2 separate regions of the Zea mays genome follow, and region 1 is linked to region 2. A link is a contact called in public Hi-C data. All regions are on one chromosome and are shown on one strand. Each heading gives the region's core, a stretch centred on a gene start, on an enhancer-like site or on the middle of the called end of the contact. The rest is flanking DNA. Distances are from core to core; before and after follow the strand shown. Region 1 has its middle 6.1 kb from the start of LOC118472056. Region 2 holds the start of LOC100217215 (Pre-mRNA-splicing factor 3).

Region 1 (4,624 bases), core at 718-3,217, 560 kb before region 2:
GATCCAAAGTTTTCGCGGGGAAGGGCAGAACGGCAGAACACGGGGGAGGGCAGAACGCCAGACTACTCTTACCTTCTTAATAAGTAGTATAGATGAGCAAATGCAAATAATGCCACAAAACAAAATTAACAGCCCCATGCGTTTGGCTATTACCTCTGTCTTTAAATATACAATACTTTTAAGAATATCTAAAGTTTAAATAAATATATAGGTACAAATATTAATGTTTAGCTATTGGCTCTCTCTTTTGTATCCTTCTTTCACATAGATCTTTTAGCTGCAACTAGGATATCAGTGCACGACTGCTGGAAAATATCCATTTTGGGAAAAGGAAGGAGAATATATATGATATATCTTGCCTCTCCTGCACATTCAACTGGCACCCTACTACCTCTTTCGCGGTCTCTCTATCTAGCCTTGTAGCCCTACAGCTATAGGCTAGAGCCATGGGGCTCATGCACGGGAGATGAGGGTCGTCAGCTGCATGCGTCGTCGTCAATGTGGGTGTACTACCGTTTCAGGTTTCAGCAGATGGCAGACTGGTGACTGGTGCATGCAGCGCAGGGCCCGATCGGAGGGAAGGAGAAAGATCCGTCAGGGGAAGAAACCAACAACGGTTAGACGACAAAGAGGCCTCCTGTATTTTCGCCGGTAGACACGGAACAGAATTGCAGTTCCTGCGCTACATTTGCCATGCTTGGCTGACGAACAATTATGTATATGTACGTGCTGTACCTGTCTCTCTTTCAGTACGTATACAAACATGCAGGTACTGCCGCCATCTCCCTCCCCAGCCGACCCTGACCGCCTCTTAGTTGTGGTTTAAGACAGCAACATAAGTACATTTATAAAAAGTCTAAATATATTAAGACTTTATATATACTTTAACAAATAAGCATGAGTCAAATTTATATTTTAGAGACCATGTTATTGTCCTAAACAACAACTAATAGTACACTGGAGCGAATACGCGTGTACCTAGGGCCTTTTGGCACACAAGTTCACTAGGTGCTCACTACAAGAGATACTCTACGTATATACAGCACTTGACATTTTCTCATGCATTTTTTTTTGCACAAATGGACAACGTACTGTTTTAGCATTTTATTAGTTTTTTTTTGTCAAGCAGCAGTCTATGTTTTTTGTGGTATACCTTTTTTTCTTACATTTTTGTACCGAATTACCAACAACATGATTATTAAAAACAACTATAAAATGTAAGCCGCATGCATGTGACAAAAAAAAGGAAAATACGAAAACAAAATCTCGTGTAGGGGCACGACCCTAGTAAATAAATATAATCTACACGATGTTGTTGTTATCACCTTGTGAGAACCTCAAAATAATGACCCGATACGAGCGTTCATGGAGCTTATACCGATCTTCAATCATGTACACTTCCTGTTGCACATTCTCTTGTCACTATCACATTTGAATTCACCAACAGTGACGCAGGTCTACAGGCGGCCCGTTACTCAAAACAGGAGCGATGGGCTTTAACATGGCCCATCACTTTTCGTCTAAGTCATGTCAATGGGCTTTACTATATGGCTTAACCATGGGCATAGGTGATAGACCTCATTTGTCGCGTGAATAAGTCCTTGGTGAAACCCCTCACCTTTTTGTTTTTTGGTAGATACTAGAGCCACCCGTCACATTTTTCAAGCCTAATTTGTTTCTCTTAGATATGGTTTTATATTGGTCCTCTGAACCTATATATAACATATCTATCTAATAATGTACGTCAGTGATCAATGAAATCACATGATTATGACAAATAAGTAAGATATTTTATTATTAATAAATAATGTTTTCTCATAATTCTTCAGTAGCAGATAGAAGTTATATGTAATGTACCCAAAATAATGAAGATATTTGGCAGTTCTTTGGGTCGGTGGTGACGTTGAGTTCTTTGGGTTTGGCTTGGGCCTTCTGCTGTTGGGCACTGGTACAGTCGTACAGGCTTACGCTTCAGGGGATAGGCCTTACAGCACAGCGGCTGCCGGCTCACGGCTGGGTGGAATCGGCCATCGGGTCGGCCAGCTTGCATTTTGGGCCTACGGCCTGTAAACGGGTAGGGGTGTAAATTGTGCATTAAATTATTTACATGTTTTTTGTGCATGTAAACGGGTTGTTTAGTGCTTACATAAACAGGCCGGGCTCCTGCCCGCTGTTCTCTCGACCCAAACACGATCTCAAACATAGGGCCAGGTCAGTCCGACCCGAAATTATTTTATGTTGTGCCATGTTTTTTTATGTGCTTCGTACTAGCCCACCAAGCCTAGCCTAAATGTACACCTCTACCATCATGTAACCATTATACCTCGAACTATAAAAAGAGGGGCAAAGGAGCCCTCCTAAGGGCATCAGATCTCATCTCATCAGAGAATACAACACCACCCCATACAAAACATATGGTACTCTCTCACATCGAGAGCTTGAACTTGTCTAAATCTTCGTGTATCTCGCGTTTTACCTTCAACTTTCGATCTCGCAACCTACCCATAAATTCAAAGCTGAAAATTCCTTGACAGCTGGCACGCTAGGTAGGAGTTGCACAGATCAACTGAGAGTTGATGGTAGCCATGAAGTTCACCACCTATATGCTGACCAACTTCGTCTCTTACACTCCAACTTCGTCTCCTACTTGGATTAGGATTCGACTCCTACTTAGACTCAAATTCTATTGCAACTTCGTCTCCTACTTGGATTAGAATTCGACTCCTACTTGGGTTCAACCGACTCCAACTTCATCTTCTACTTGGATTAGGATTTGACTCCTACATGGACTCGGATCCAACTCCAACTTTGACTCCTACATGGACATATATTCAACTCTAGTTTCAGCTATGACATGTTCTTGGATTTGACTCCACCTTTGTGTATGACTTGGATTTGGATTCGTCTCCACCTTCGACTATGACTCAAATTCGACTTCGGTCTCGACTATGACAAAACTCAGATTTGAGCCCATTTTCTACTTTGGTTTGGGTTCGAATTTGGCCAAACCATTAGTGGACCATGGTAACTATTACCTCCAAAGGTTAGAAGTTCAAATACAGACTATAGATGCATTTTCCTACCTCCAACTACATTGTAGGATACAAAACATTATTGCTTAATATAAGGATAGCCATTGTATTTGGCATATGATGGATCCAAGTTCCAAGGGATTCTAGGCTAGCAATAAATCAAATAAACAAGGAGTTAGTGCGCAGCTATTACAAGATGATGACCTATTCTATTAGGATTTACCTACAAATATTACGTGGTGTCACCATCTTGGAGAAGAACGATTTTTCTCGCGGACCGAGTTGTCCAACGGGTTAGTCTTGAGTCTTTTAACTTTGGTACTTATTGTATATCACTTAATGATGGCAAAATCATGAACAACTAAGTTGTTTTTATGTTTAAGATTTCTTTATGTTGAGTTTTTTTGCTTCCGTCATTTTGATTGTCATGTTGCACCTAAGATGTTGGGGGCTACTAATGGCTATGTGTTGGCACATATCAACGAATATAGACTTGATGATAGAGTTAAGCCATGTGCCTACTCCTTAAATATATCTAATTCATGGAACATCAATCTACTAAGTCGGTCATGTGTTTAAAGTTGTTCTTTATGGTTAAGTCTTTCTCAACATCTTGGTCATCATACTACACCCTGTCGGTGTTTGGAGCCCGACCGCACACCCAGGGTTACCCCTCGCAGTGCTTTTGGGTAGGACGGTGCTGTTGACTGTAAATCAATGGTTCATGCGAGATGCACGAGAGAAGACAGACAATTTTCTATAGGTTCGGGCCGCTTGGAGAGGCGTAATACCCTACTTCCTGGTGTGGATCTTTATGTGGTGGGTTACAAGAGAAGTCTCCAGAATGGAGAGAAACTAGTGAGGTGGGTTGGTGATTGACTTGGAAATGATGGGGTACCCCCTAGGCCTTATATATTCGACCGTGGGGCACTACATGCGTATGGGATGACGATGAGTACCTAAACAATAGTGAACCGACTGAACTTATCTTCCTATAATCTTGTCGATTTATCTCCAATCCATTCCGATGTTCAAGGGTGCTGCGCGCAGGAAAGTCATGCAGACGCTATGGATAGCGCCTAAATCCAACGAGCTGCTTGGGCCGGAGCCTGCTTCCTTCTCCTGTTGGCCCATTCCGCTAGTAGTCCTCCCTTGGCCCACGAAGGAATGGCTTTGCGATACAACAAGCCCAGAAACCCTTCGCGAGGCCTTCTTGCCTTCTAGTGGACCTGGGTGATATCTGTCCCCCACACACCCGAGATGTTGGGGAGTTATTAATGGTTATACATCAATAATAGATATAGAGTTATCACTTGAATTTAGTAGAGAGATAGGCCTTCACGAATAGTTTGGTTAGGAATTTGACACTTGAATTTAGTAGAGAGATAGGCCTATAGTCGCTAACAATGAGGGGAGAATCATTTTTAGGGATGATCAAAACATGCGAATTATTGATGCTTTGCATGCATACTGCCTCATCATAAAATCTTTGGCAGAGGGTGGGAGCACCTAGAGGGGGTGAATAGGTGATCCTGCAAAACTTACTACAAAAAACACAAACATGGTCTATAAAAGGTGTTAGTGTAGACTAA
Region 2 (5,030 bases), core at 2,419-4,918:
CTTCCGTTCTTTCTTCTCACGGCGCTCAGATGGTGTGAGCTTGCGGGCAATGTTACGGTCAACGTGAGCCTGCTCACGCTCTGCAGCCGCAGTTCTTATTTCCATCTCCATCCGTGTGGGATCTTGGACAGCTTCAGAGCCTAGCACTTTCATAAGATTGCTCATTTTGACCTTGGGCTTAGGTGGCTCCAAGAGGCCTTGCCTAATCATTTCTTGCCTATCTTTTTCCTTAGCAAGACGCCTTTGTGTTCTCAACTTCTTCTGCTCCTTCTTAGTCAACTTCAGTGGCTGGGGCGGCGGTGGTGCAGGCTCAGCAGGTGGATCATATGGTTCTGGATGTTCAACATATATGGTGATCTTGTCCAAATTAAGTTTCTCCACAGAGACATCCTCATATGTGGCAGAAAGTAAAATTTTTGCATCCCTGAAAACAACAATAAAAATTACTTTATGTTCAATCACAACATAGAACCTTAAAAACATCATTCAAAAAGGAAACAAAAACAACCATGGCTCAATTTCAGGGATCTCTTCCTTCTGCTTTTGTTTTGGAGCTCTCACACCAAGAGCAACCTCAATAAGGTTTGGATTCATGTCTACTTCTGTCTTTGCCTTAGCAAGCTGGGCTTGCTTTACTTTGAGCTCTTTAGCTTGCGCTTCACCAAATTGACTCTAGGTAAAAAAAAGACATTCAAATAAGGTAAAAGAAATATTGATAAACTTAACCAAAACAAGTCTTGGAGGTTCATCCTTGCACACCTTAATTTTCTGCAATTCAGCCTGCCTAGTGAGTTTACCCTCTTCAACGAACTGAAATCCTGGCCTTTTAAGACGAAGGAGCTTCTTTTGGTTTATGCCCATCCGTTCATCAAAATGAACACTTGATTTTGCAAGAGAGTCCAAGTCCGGCTTGATTATTTGAAAAGCCTCTTTCTTCTGCTTGTTTATATTGACCTAACCAAGGTAGAACCAGATAGTATCAGTCACCGTAAAAAATATGGATAAAATTGTATAGTAAGCTCTACAGCAATCTATAAAAGTTTACCTTCAGAGTACTCAGATTTGTTGGCTTTGTCATGCTGATAACGTTTCCCTGCTCATCAATTTCCCTACCTTGGGCATCAAGGCGAAGAACAGGAGCCTTTGCAGGCCTTTGTGGCACAGTAACTTCAGTGGATGTACCAGGGAATAAGTTGATAAGAGGACCAAATTGTGGATCTTGGCGAAACCCCATCTTAGCAGCAAGTTCTTGGGCTCGCTTCACAGATTCAAGATTGGGAATGTTCGTAAGACCTGGAATACCGATAGCACCACCTACGGCCGGCGTTCCAGAGATGGTACTAGTTGGCAGAACAGAAACATCAGTAGGTTTTGCTTCTCCTTTAGAAAAGAGTTGTGCATCTACAGCTGATACAGAAGTTTTTGCTTCTTCTTTAGAAACTTGTGTAGCAGTAACAGATGTACCAAGCTTATTATTAAGCTGTGGGGGAGGAAAAAAAACTTAGAACAGTTGCAAAGGTACAATTAAAAATTAGAGCAAGGGACTGGGACTAGCTATGTTTTCTTACCATAGGTAATTTCTTGAGTTTTTCTGACAGTTCCTTCTTCAGTTGCAAAGCTTTTTTTGCTTTGGCTAAAGCATCAAGAGATAGGTTACTACTTTTGCCAGCAGCAGATGTTGCACTTCCATCTGTACTAGATTTTACGGTAACCTCATCAGATCTAATACTAACTCCCTCATTTGCATTGTTGGTAGTAATTGAAGATACCTTTGAAGGAATGGGAACAGAAGATGGCATAGGAACGGCACTGAGCAGTTGCTGAGAACCAGCCTGCAAAATATGAGATGAGAAGTCAACATAGAAATAAACAACCGGAATATAATGAATCATCAATTTTGTCGCAAAATGCATGCCACTTAAAAAGACAGATAATAAAACAAGCGCACCCAAAAAAAAGTACTAACAAAATGGTCAAGTGGAATGTGCAGGATAGCCCAAAGCACACAAAAAAATAGTGCATCTTCAAATCCAGGCCAGCATATGACTTAGCATATCGAAATGACAAATTTTTAACAGACATTTAAGCATTTCACTTTAAATGCCACAGCCTTGCAAGAGTAGAGACTACAACCAAATGCAAAAAGTAGCGTCTACAAAAAAATAGGCAGATTATAGCATGGGCAAAAATGTTATGACATTCCTCAAACAACTTCATATTAGAAACATCATTCAATTCCTCTAAAAGATAACTATACTATTCACCACTACTGGGCAAACATAAACCAATAAGGGACTGCATTAGTCTTGACTGAAGAGTAGCTTGTAAGAATGTATTTATAATAACACGAAAAGCTGCATAATAACAGCATGCTTACAACTTACAGGCGCCAAACAAAGCATATTGTAGACATATGACAGCACAAAACAGTCATAACTATGACTTAGGATCATTGTCATAGCTGCCTTATTCTTACTGAATCTAGGGCAAAAGTTGGCATTGTAATAACATTAGCCACTCAAATCAAGCAACAGTAACTGTTAATCTCCTAAGATATTTTCACAAGGAGACATTCAAGCAATACCACTCAATTTAGATGGCATAAACTTCTTGGGCAGAACTGAACCTTAAAACACAGATTCTGCAGAAAGACTTTAAGCTCTTCAACATTTTCAAGACAGATGATAGATGATGAACTGATATGCCAGGAACTAAAAAAGTACAGCAATCTACCCATTCCATTTCTCCAGGTTTCCATAACCCAGAACCTAGTAGTGTACAAGTGTACAACCATCGCTCACTTGACAAAAAGGTTATACTAGCAATCATAAGCATTCTACTTGCCCAAGCTTCAGTAATCAATGAGAACAAAACAAACGGACCTCAGAAACTGTAATAACACTTACATTAGGCCCATTGCCGTTCTGTGAATCTCCGTTAATTGATAACTCCCCCTTCTGCCCATGAGATGAGATTTCCTTACTCGACTTACTCACATCACCATTCTTCCCATTCGCACCGACATCCTCAAACCTCCGGCGCTCCCGCCTAGGCCTCTCCTCCTTGGGTGGAGGCGGGTCTACGGAGGCCCTGGCCCGCTTGCCCCCTTCGCGGCCGGGCTCGTCCCCGTCGCCACCGCCCTCGTGCCCCTTTCTCTTCCGCGACGGCGACCGCGGCTCGCGGTCGGTGGAGTCGCGGCGCTCGACAAGCTCCCGGGGGCGGCTAGACGAGCGGTCCCGCTTCGCCGAGGGTGGCGGGGACTCGGACGGGGAAACGGAACGTCGGTTCCCGCGGCGGCGATCGTCGTCACCGCCGTCACGGTAGCGGTGGCAACGGCTGTCGTCCTTATCGTGATGGTCACGGTGCCGGCGGTCATCCTCGCCGCCTCTGCCACCGTCCTTGTCGCGGTGGCGGCGGTGGCGACGGTCCTCGTCTCCACCGTCGTGCTGGTGATCCTCGGTGTCGTGGCGACTACGGCGGCGGTGCCGGTCGTCGTCCCGGCCGCGGGATCGGTGGTGCCCGTCGTCGTTGCGAGTGCGCCGTGAGGAGCGATCGCGATCCATGGGCGGGGATGGCAAGGAGAGGGGGCTAGGGTTTGAGTCGGGTTCGCCTACGAGGGAGGAAAGAGATGAAGGATCTGCGGTCGGCGTCGCGTGGGGCGGGTTGAATTGGGCCGTTGGGGATCGTAGTTCCTCGGTGTTACGTTCGTATAAACCAGATCGGGCCTACCGGTATGTAGTGGGCTGGTGTCGGTGGAGGAATGTTTGGGACCACTCTACGAGGCAAGCATCGAGTTTGCGCTCCCATACGAAATTCTGACTATTTTCGCTAGATTTTTCTACAAAACAGTTGTACAATCTGATTATTGTTATTTTACCCATACTTTAGGGGTGTTTGGTTCTCGCCTTCTAAAATTTAGTCACTAAAATTCCCTAAAATAACAAACAGAATAACTAAAATAGATCTTTCAAATAGGATTTATAGGAACTCAAGTTTAGTTTCTAAAATTTAGGAGGGCCTTTACCATTATCAGATAATGTTATACTCTTATATTTATTATTTTCGCTTGAATCAATTGAACTAAACATTGCCAATCAATCGATGTCTTCTTCCTTCTTGTAATTTATCTATAAATAAAATCAATTTTGAGGTAACCAAACTTAATTGGGTCCTCCAATGTTATTAGTTGCAAGACTTTTGAGTACCCAAATTGTCTTCTTCTTTAGGGCAACAATAGGTGCACCGATGAATTTAGTGTCCATACCCTAACACCCCTTTGTAAGTAAATAATAGGAATCAAATTTAATAGAAGATGTGGTTTTGTTCTTGTTCTTGAAATTTTGCTCCAAATATCCAACTTACTTGTATTTTAAGCAAAATGATCATTCCCTTTCATAAAACTAGTTTTGTGAGTTACGAAGATCGTCTTGACAACCTTAAGGGTGTAGCCTAACCCCCTCTTTGTTGAGATAAAACTTTTGTCTATGCAAGCACTTTAGCAAGCATGCCTTATAACCACGAGTGAGATATTATTAGTGAAACTATTTGTATTTCTACAAGGAGTATTAGTAGGAGCAGTACAGGTTTGTGTATAAATAGTATCATCAAGAATATTACTTGTAACACCTATACTTACTATTTCAAGAAGAGGGGCATGAGCTTCTTTCAACTTCTCATAAGTTTCAAAGGATTGCTCAAAAGCTTTGTGCTTCTTGCACAATTCTTTGTATTATTCTCTCTTCTTGTTCAAGAACAAATGAGTCTCTTATGATAGCTTAATGTGTTCCTTAGTAGAGGTCTCCTCTTCACCCTCACTATCACTCTCACTATGAGTCTCATCAAATTGTACCATGGGAATGTGTTTGCCTATGTAGTTTCTCTGCTTACATATTTGAATTATGTATTGTCTTGCACCTTCGGTAATCCACATCCAACTTGGCATATTTGTTCGTTACTTCAAATACATTGCTTGCATATTCTAGAGGTAATCTAATGGAATGCAATGCACATTAGTCTATGTATAAGCCCTA

The links. Hi-C and Micro-C count contacts between places; a contact is called where the count stands out from the background.
Region 1: a contact with region 2 is called in a Hi-C map of tassel, with 3 times the contacts expected there. The contact joins the enhancer-like site here to the promoter of LOC100217215 in region 2. A contact is called at or near these places in 2 of 25 Hi-C or Micro-C datasets (ear and tassel).

The regions. Positions count from the first base shown.
Region 1 is chr5:143,643,689-143,648,312 of Zm-B73-REFERENCE-NAM-5.0, reverse strand. No RefSeq gene overlaps it. Among protein-coding and RNA genes, the nearest start is that of LOC118472056, 6.1 kb to the left of the region's middle. Within about 2 kb of position 1,967, at least 16 of the 20 cell types and tissues checked have an H3K27ac peak or open chromatin away from gene starts, as enhancers often do. A contact at or near this core is called in ear and tassel, where this site is marked.
Region 2 is chr5:143,085,164-143,090,193 of Zm-B73-REFERENCE-NAM-5.0, reverse strand. It overlaps LOC100217215 (Pre-mRNA-splicing factor 3), which reads right to left and starts at 3,668. Exons shown (of 6, transcript NM_001359704.1): 1 at 2,907-3,668; 2 at 1,569-1,832; 3 at 1,046-1,480; 4 at 760-954; 5 at 509-672; 6 at 1-424. The coding sequence starts at 3,563.